3 separate regions of the Sus scrofa genome follow, and regions 1 and 3 are each linked to region 2. The links are chromatin contacts, called in public HiChIP or PLAC-seq maps. All regions are on one chromosome and are shown on one strand. Each heading gives the region's core, a stretch centred on a gene start, on an enhancer-like site or on the middle of the called end of the contact. The rest is flanking DNA. Distances are from core to core; before and after follow the strand shown. Region 1 overlaps MTERF1 (transcription termination factor 1, mitochondrial). Region 2 overlaps MTERF1 (transcription termination factor 1, mitochondrial). Region 3 overlaps MTERF1 (transcription termination factor 1, mitochondrial).

The links. HiChIP or PLAC-seq counts read pairs in DNA pulled down with a chosen protein or histone mark.
Region 1: a contact with region 2 is called in an H3K27ac HiChIP or PLAC-seq map of skeletal muscle, with 3 times the contacts expected there. The contact joins two enhancer-like sites. A contact is called at or near these places in 2 of 5 promoter capture datasets (fetal skeletal muscle and liver) and 1 of 2 datasets of contacts at active chromatin or transcription factors (skeletal muscle).
Region 3: an H3K27ac HiChIP or PLAC-seq map of skeletal muscle shows a contact between it and region 2. The contact joins two enhancer-like sites. A contact is called at or near these places in 1 of 5 promoter capture datasets (fetal skeletal muscle), 1 of 47 Hi-C or Micro-C datasets (embryonic fibroblasts) and 1 of 2 datasets of contacts at active chromatin or transcription factors (skeletal muscle).

Annotation. Positions count from the first base shown.
Region 1 is chr9:71,588,697-71,591,396 of Sscrofa11.1, forward strand. All of the region lies in intron 3 of MTERF1 (transcription termination factor 1, mitochondrial), which reads right to left. Among named protein-coding and RNA genes, the nearest start is that of FZD1, 240 kb to the left of the region's middle. Within about 2 kb of position 1,430, at least 12 of the 83 cell types and tissues checked have an H3K27ac peak or open chromatin away from gene starts, as enhancers often do. A contact at or near this core is called in skeletal muscle, where this site is marked.
Region 2 is chr9:71,348,875-71,351,574 of Sscrofa11.1, forward strand. The region is part of intron 5 of MTERF1 (transcription termination factor 1, mitochondrial); the gene reads right to left. FZD1 (frizzled-1) reads left to right here. Exons shown (of 1, transcript XM_021102361.1): 1 at 1-2,700. The coding sequence starts at 1,299. Among named protein-coding and RNA genes, the nearest start is that of FZD1, 3.2 kb to the left of the region's middle. Within about 2 kb of position 1,262, at least 36 of the 83 cell types and tissues checked have an H3K27ac peak or open chromatin away from gene starts, as enhancers often do. A contact at or near this core is called in skeletal muscle, where this site is marked.
Region 3 is chr9:71,550,978-71,553,677 of Sscrofa11.1, forward strand. The region is part of intron 3 of MTERF1 (transcription termination factor 1, mitochondrial); the gene reads right to left. Among named protein-coding and RNA genes, the nearest start is that of FZD1, 210 kb to the left of the region's middle. Within about 2 kb of position 1,319, at least 6 of the 83 cell types and tissues checked have an H3K27ac peak or open chromatin away from gene starts, as enhancers often do. A contact at or near this core is called in skeletal muscle, where this site is marked.

The DNA.
Region 1 (2,700 bases), core at 180-2,679, 240 kb after region 2:
CAAATCATTGAAAAGAATATGCAAACTTTGGTCTTGCAAATGTTCAGGTTTGTTGAGCATATCTAAAGAGTGGATAAGTAAGAAATTCCTTTGTTGAGTCCTCAGTGTTGTGTCTGGAGACATATGTTTGCCTTTGCCTTCACCCCCCACCCCCGTATGTTTAGAGACACGCCCTAGGCTGGCCCACTACGAAATCACTGTTTGGAGGACCGAGCTCCTCATGACTGCTTTGGGGGCCGGATCCTTTTCCAGGGAAGTATTGTGTGTGCATGGAGCCCTCTACAGTGAAGCCAAGTGGCCTATAGACCCTCCTTAGAATAATCTTTTTAAAAAGAATAAAACATACTACATAACATGTCAAGGGAAACCAATATATTAAAATATAGTTATCCAAGTATTTCATTCTACTATACAACTTATTAACTAATGTATAAAATAAGAAGATCTTGTAGCAGGTCTAATAATTACCAAAATTCTTAGTAGTGATGAACATAAATAATAATTAAAGATATTTGAAACAACAGTGAAATGACATGAAAATAACTCTGATTTTAACTTGTGACAAAGTCATAAGTATTACTACCATGGCTTGTTTCCTACAATTGTAATTAAAGGAATGCTGAATCTCAGGGATCAGCAAAAATAAAGAAGTTGTTTTTTTCCCATCCAAGTTTATAAACCTCCCTGAATTCTACCTCACCAACCTCTTGGATGTTCCTGGCCCACAGGTTAAGAATCCTCAGGCTTGGGCTCCCAGTGTGTGAACCAAACTCTCTGGTTAGAGTTTCTCACCCTCTGGCCTCTCTCTTTGCCAAAGGTGAAGAGATACAACAGTCAATTCCCTGCCAATGGCAAAAGGCAAAATCTGAAGAATCGTAACCAAGCTGTACTTAAGAGAGGCCCTTTGTCTTTTACTGACAATGGAAAGGATTCACAGTGAAAAGATCTTTGTGTACCTTGAATGTTTGGTTACTGTGTCTTTGAAGCCTGCGGAACATACTACCAGGAGAATTCATCCCCCTGCTGACTTTAATGCCACCGCATAGTAAATACTGAAGGGAAAAAGACAGATCTATGTATTTAATCCATGGAAGAAAAACACTTTCCCAGTTACATCTCCACAGCAGTGCAGTCCATTGTGCTGGATCCTGCTAGAGGCAAGCCCTGAGCGAGAGTCTGGGCCACTCGTCCGGGGCACTGTCTGGATGCTCCCACCATTACCTCTGTCTGTCCTCTGGTCTTGTTTTTCTCTCCCCATCGCCCCTCCTTCTCTGCCTGGCTCAAGTTCAGCTCTGAACCAGAGCCCCAAAGGACTGAAAGCTGACTTCCTCATGCAACCCTCCTGAAGCCACCCTAGGGCTCTGTCAGGGGGAGACAGAAGTCACAGTGACAGAGACAATTGCTGCCACCGTCCTCCCTTCTCTTTCCTCCTCAGCTCCTGCCAAGCCCTGACAGCTCTGGAAGCCAAGAGCCTGCCTTTGACTCCTGCGCAGGTCTCCACATTGTGCGTTGCTGCCAAGCCACAGGTCCAGCTCTAGGAATGTGTTTTTAATATTCATTGTTCACTCTGTCTGTTACCGATGTGTGCACTGCAATTATTGTAATTCTTTGCACATGTGTTGTTATGAAATGGGTGCCTTTCAAGCTCTGCCAGGTTATTTTTTTTTTCCTTTCTGAAACCCAAATATATTATTTCTACCTATGTTTCAGTTAGTTTGCCATGCTTCTTTATTTTATTTCAAAGATCAGTCTGGGCGGCAAAGAAAAAGCGGCGTATGCACAGAGCAAGGTCTGCCTGCTTTCCTTATGGCACAACAGTTGCTTTTGATTTAGGCTGGTGTGGTTTTCACCTCCCTCTCTTGAGTTCTTCTTTCCATGCGCACAACCAAGCCAACTTTCAGACATACACACCCCACATGTTCTGCTGCTAGAGTAGCCCTCTGTACCCGGGGTAGGCACATGTGCAGTGTGCAAAACAGACATGCACATGTGTGCATGCAAACGGCTTTTGATGGGGAGATTTTTTTTTTTTTTTTTGGATACTAGGGGTTTTTCTTCCTCTCAGTAGTAGAAAGGCAGTCTAGAAAAAAAAAATCAATTTTTTTCACTTTAATTGGGCCTTTTTCAACACAACATAGAAACTTTAGCCACTGAGCACAAAAAGGATTATTTATCTGCATTAATTAAGATTGTCTTATTCTGGGTTTTAACTTTTTATCAAAGAAAAACAGCAAATGTAAAATCAGATTTTAAAATCTGCTAAAGTTAAGTTTCCTAAGACAATAACAAAACCTGAGTAAATAAAAAATAACTATTTTTCTGCTTTTGAGAAATTATTCTTGCAATTTATGGAAGCTAAATTAAAAATAAAACAGCAGCAGGGTCCACCTAGCAAGCACTACCAGCTACCCTCACACATATATTCCTTTCTTTAGGGAATCTCAGGATACTCTGTTTCTGCCAGGCAGATAAATCTGACCTGGTCGCACCCCTGCCTGCTAAGCATTTTACTTTCATTGTTAACTATATCCATTTGTCACCATGAAACATTATTATTTTAAGGTAGCAGGGAAGCAGGACTGCTTGCTGCATAATGGTGCTGTAACTCTTGTTGCCAAGAAGGAATCAAAGAAATGGACAGTGGCTAATGTGGGAAATCACAGCAGAGAGAAAGAAACACACAGAGAGACAGAGACAGAG
Region 2 (2,700 bases), core at 12-2,511:
CTAGGCTACTTGCAAGTGCAGCTCGGCCCCGAACCACCTCGGTCCACTTGAGGACCTCGGGTTCTCAAGTTTTTCTCTCTAAATATTCTATGGGTCGTTTCCCTTTGCTTCTGTTTCTGGATTGATAAAGAGGAAAAAAAGGAGTTTGACTACAGAACGGATAACAGTAGCGTACGGTATATCTGGCTTTACTTTTAAAATTCCATCAAAGTTTGTGTTTGGTGGTGGTTGTTTTTCTTCATTTGACAGCGATCCCGAGAACTTCTCCTTGGGGGAAATGGCGCGTCCCAAGCCCGCCAAGCCGGGGCGGAGGGCTCTAGGATTTATTACAGAAAGAATTTCAACAAAACCTCGACAGATAAAAACTCAAAGGAAGCCGTGCGTTCCTTAAGTTAAAGGTATCTGTTCTGATCGAAGCTCTTGGCTTGCTGTTTGTAACCAGCGTTAAGAGCAGGATTTTTAAATACGAAAACGGATAAAAGAAAAGCTAACTCCCGAGGTCCATCGACTCTTTTTCTTTATCTCCAGCAGCACATGGGACCATTCTCCTACTTTCTTCGCCCTTTCTTCCGTGAAAGCAAAAGCAACCAAGCCTGTCTCGCTTCACAGCAAACCCCACTCTTTGTGCCCGTACGGTGCCTCTGCCACCACTACTACTTCCTTCTCCTCCCGCCTCCTCCTCCTCCCGCCAGCCGCGGACTTTCGCTCTGGGAATCTGGCGGCAGGCACCCTTTGCGCCGGGAAGGCAGAGCAGCGATTGGGCGACGGTCCCTGAGCCTCCAGTTCCGCGTCGGTTTCAAGGCTCCTCCCTCCCGGTGAAAGACAGACTGCGGGGCGCCTGGAAACCGGTCCGAGGGCGCGCGAGGGAGAGGAGAGCAAGCGAGTTGAGGGATTGACACAAATGGTCAGGCGGCGGCGGCGGAGAAGGAGGCGGAGGCGCTGGGGGGAGCCGAGGCCGCTGGGCTGCCGAGAGTTGCGCGCTCTGCCCGGCCGCCGCCACTAGCGCGGCGCCGCCAGCCGGGAGCCAGCTAGCCGAGGGCCAGGAAGGCGGGACGCGACCCCTGCGCGCCCGAGCCACCAGGGCTCTCCCCACTGCCCGCGCTTCATGAATCGCAAGTTTCCGCGGCGGCGGCGGCTGCGGGACGTGGAGCGGGAGCCGGCGGAGCGGGCCGAGCGCAGCTCGGGCTCGACGGAGGGCACCGGAGGGGAGGAGATCGCCCCGGCCGCAGAGGGAGCAGCCGCTCTCCGCGCCACCGCCAGCCCCAGCCGAGCGGCGCCAAGAAAGGAGCCGAGAAAGTATGGCTGAGGAGGAGGCGCCTAAGAAGTACCCGGCCGCCCCCGGCGGCGCGAGCTGGGAACTTTGTTCCGCGGCGCTCCGTACGGGACCGGGGGCAGAAGGGAGCGGGTACGCGGGCAGCCTCCGCCGCCCCCCGGCTGACTCCGGACGCTTGGCGCTCCGGCTGCTCCTACTGCTTTGGCTGCTGGAGGCTCCGCTGCTGCTGGGGGTCCGAGCGCAGGCAGCCGGCCAGGGGCCCGGGCCGGGGCAGCAGCCCCCGCCGCCTCAGCAGCAACAGAGCGGGCAGCAGTACAACGGCGAGAGGGGCATCTCTATACCGGACCACGGCTACTGCCAGCCCATCTCCATCCCGCTGTGCACGGACATCGCGTACAACCAAACCATCATGCCCAACCTGCTGGGCCACACGAATCAGGAGGATGCGGGCCTCGAGGTGCACCAGTTCTACCCGCTGGTGAAGGTGCAGTGCTCTGCAGAGCTTAAGTTCTTCCTGTGCTCCATGTACGCGCCCGTGTGCACTGTGCTGGAGCAAGCTCTGCCGCCTTGCCGCTCCCTGTGCGAGCGCGCGCGCCAGGGCTGCGAAGCGCTTATGAACAAGTTCGGTTTCCAGTGGCCTGACACGCTCAAGTGCGAGAAGTTCCCGGTGCACGGCGCCGGCGAGCTGTGCGTGGGCCAGAACACTTCGGACAAGGGCACCCCTACGCCCTCGCTACTGCCTGAGTTCTGGACCAGCAACCCCCAACACGGCGGCGGAGGGCACCGGGGTGGCGGCTTCCCGGGGGGCGCCGGCGCGTCGGAGCGAGGCAAGTTTTCGTGCCCTCGCGCCCTCAAGGTGCCCTCCTACCTCAACTACCACTTCCTGGGGGAGAAGGACTGCGGCGCACCCTGCGAGCCGACCAAGGTGTACGGGCTTATGTACTTTGGGCCAGAAGAGCTGCGCTTCTCGCGCACCTGGATCGGCATCTGGTCAGTGCTGTGCTGCGCCTCCACCCTTTTCACCGTGCTCACGTACCTGGTGGACATGCGGCGCTTCAGCTACCCAGAGCGGCCCATCATCTTCCTGTCGGGCTGCTACACTGCAGTAGCCGTGGCCTACATCGCCGGCTTCCTGCTGGAGGACCGGGTGGTGTGTAACGACAAGTTCTCCGAGGACGGGGCGCGTACAGTGGCGCAGGGCACCAAGAAGGAGGGCTGCACCATCCTCTTCATGATGCTCTACTTCTTCAGCATGGCCAGCTCCATCTGGTGGGTGATCTTGTCGCTCACCTGGTTCCTGGCAGCCGGCATGAAGTGGGGCCACGAAGCCATCGAGGCTAACTCGCAGTACTTTCACCTGGCCGCCTGGGCTGTGCCGGCCATCAAAACCATCACCATCCTGGCGCTGGGCCAGGTGGACGGCGATG
Region 3 (2,700 bases), core at 69-2,568, 200 kb after region 2:
ACTGCTGTGAGTGTTACTTAACCTCTGAACCCAAAGCTTTGTATCAGTGTCTAGAGAAGAAATTAAACTGTGTGGCTGTTCATATCTTAACATGGAAATCAGTTCATTTCAATCACCTAAAACTGTCTGGTCTAAATCTTTCTTTCCAATTATATCTAACTTATAAAGGGATTTTTTGGTTAAAATTTCATGCTCACTCACCATTGCAATCACATCTACTTAGTCATATCTCTATTTTACACATCATTTGCCCCATATTAGCTCAAGAAGAAAAATCTAAAAGACAAGAGAGAGAATTTGGAGGCCAATGATACAGTTTTGGAACATTTGCCCTGTCTAGAGGTAGTAATAAAGTCATTTCGGAAAGAGGCTAGAAAATGAATTGTTTCTTTGCTCAAGTTGTGAAAATATTGCCTCTAAAATTATAAAAGTTGGGTGTTATTTCTCCAGTGGCCTCCTCATGATCATAATCTGATAATGTGGATGAGTCATTTAGATGAGTTTCCTCCTCAGAATATCTCATTCCTGATTGGGAAAGGACCGCTTAGCTAACCACTCTCTTTCTGCCTCTGAGGAAATGAGAGCCCAGACAGAGGCAGTGACTGGACTGTGGTCAGTCAGCTGGCCAGGGTCAGAGGTGCAATTAGAATCCAGGCTTTTTTTTTTTTCTTTCCATTACTCTACCCCCAAATTTCCAAATTACACTTTTAAAAACACACTATCCTTTCTGTGTGTAATAATTAAGAAACACAATATAAGCTCAAGAAACATATCATTTTCTTCAGTCTTGAATTAGCCAGTGACTTGAATGGTAAGCCTTCAAAAATATATAGTAAATCTAATTTTAAGAAGTCAACTCTGCTTAGCTACAGCTGCAGGAGTTCCAGGCAGACCTTTCTCATTTATGAGGACCTTCGTACTTAGTGTTGTATTTAGTTCTCACTGCAATCCTGGAAGCTGTTATTATGATCTTGACTTTGTAGATGGAGACTGTTGATCAAAGAAACTAAATCACCCAGCTGGTGAGTGGGAGACCCAGAACTCTAAAAATGGTTTTATCAGCTTGACTTCATTGATTCCTCCCTTTCAACACAATTCCTAATTCTTCTCATGGAGAAATTGGCTGTCTCCCAGTGGGTTCAAGCTCCCCCTTCCAGGGTAGCATTTTAGCCTGGAGCGGCTGCCAGACCAGGGGCTACATTCTCAGCCCTATGCCCTTTTGTGTGGGGCCAAATGATGAGTGCTCAGTGGAATATGAGCAGAAGTGTTATGTGTCTGAAGCACTCTCTCCTTCCCCAATCCATTGGCTTGTATTTTTGTCCAGGGTGTCCTTGGAAGGCATGGCTAATGATAGTGGAGCTGTTGAGTCTGGTGCCTGAATAACAGTGGAGCAACTGTGCCTTCAACCCTTTGGCTTTTATATCCACTATTATATGGGAAAAAAAAATTTTCTTGTGTAAGTCAATGAAATTGTGCTATCTGTCTGCAAACCTCACTAGTAGTACCCCGGCTAAATGAATATACTTTTAATTGGAGGACAGAATTCAGATTTCTCTTACTCTTCATCAGCTCTCTATAAATACCTGTTTACTAGCTCAGTGACTCTAATTTTACTAAATGGAAATTACTCGGAAATGACTCATTTCCCAATGAGCTCTCTTTCTGTCCCCTGATTTTCTACTAGTTTAAGGTTAATGATAATTACTATCCTATATTTCTCTGTATGGTACTCAAACAAAAGTGTCCCAAAAGCACATTTATGGCATAGTTATCTCTAAAATAGATAACCTGACAAAAAAATTTTTAAGGACTCCCTTCTTTTAAACCCTTCCAAGCACTCCCTATCTTCAAAAACATTTTTAAGAAAAATTTACATCTCTGGTTGGGAAAGGAATGGTGGTCTGGAATCAATCAGTAAGGATTTATTGTTTCCTAGGAATATAGTTCTTACAAGAGCTTCCTTGCAGGTTGATGACTCTCAAAGGCTTACCACTGAGGATGCTCCCTCAGGAACACACAGGACCTGTTGTCTGGGCACTGGTGCCAAAATGTGGCCTAAAATATATGTCAAGAGCTCACCTCACCCACATTTCCTCACCACACAGAGGGTCTGAGGCTTCCACCCTTTTCATTCCCGTGATGTGGTTGCTCCAAGAGCAAGGAGTGGAAGAAATGATGGTTTTGAGAGAGGTACCTAAAAAATTATTTTGACGATTCCCTCCTCCACTCTAAGCTTTAAACTTTCTCTCTCCCCGTAATGTCAAGGTGTTGCTCCTCTTAATAGTTCGAGTCTAAAACCTGAATCAAAAATCTGAAAAAAAAAGTAAAGTTCTGCCAAAAAAACAATCCCCATAGCAAATGATAAATACCCCAAGAGCTTTTTGGAAAAAATCCTGAAAGCAGAGTTTGGTCACTAGAGTAAATCCCCATAGAAAAAGAAATAAATCTCTGCGACATCTGCAAATGTGCACCATTTCCCTTAAACACCTCTTCCTGTCCACTTTCCACACCTCCTTGCCCCATTTCCCAATGCTCCTTTTGTTCTATGTTTTTTTGGCCTTCAAGGGATGACTCAGGCAGCAGATGGTATGAGGAAAATCAAGGGTATTGCATGCAGCTGTGTGTAAACATATTGGTGAATTAAAACTGCTTGTCTAGGATCTGAAATAAAAATCAGTGTTAGCAAAAAGATGGATGCTT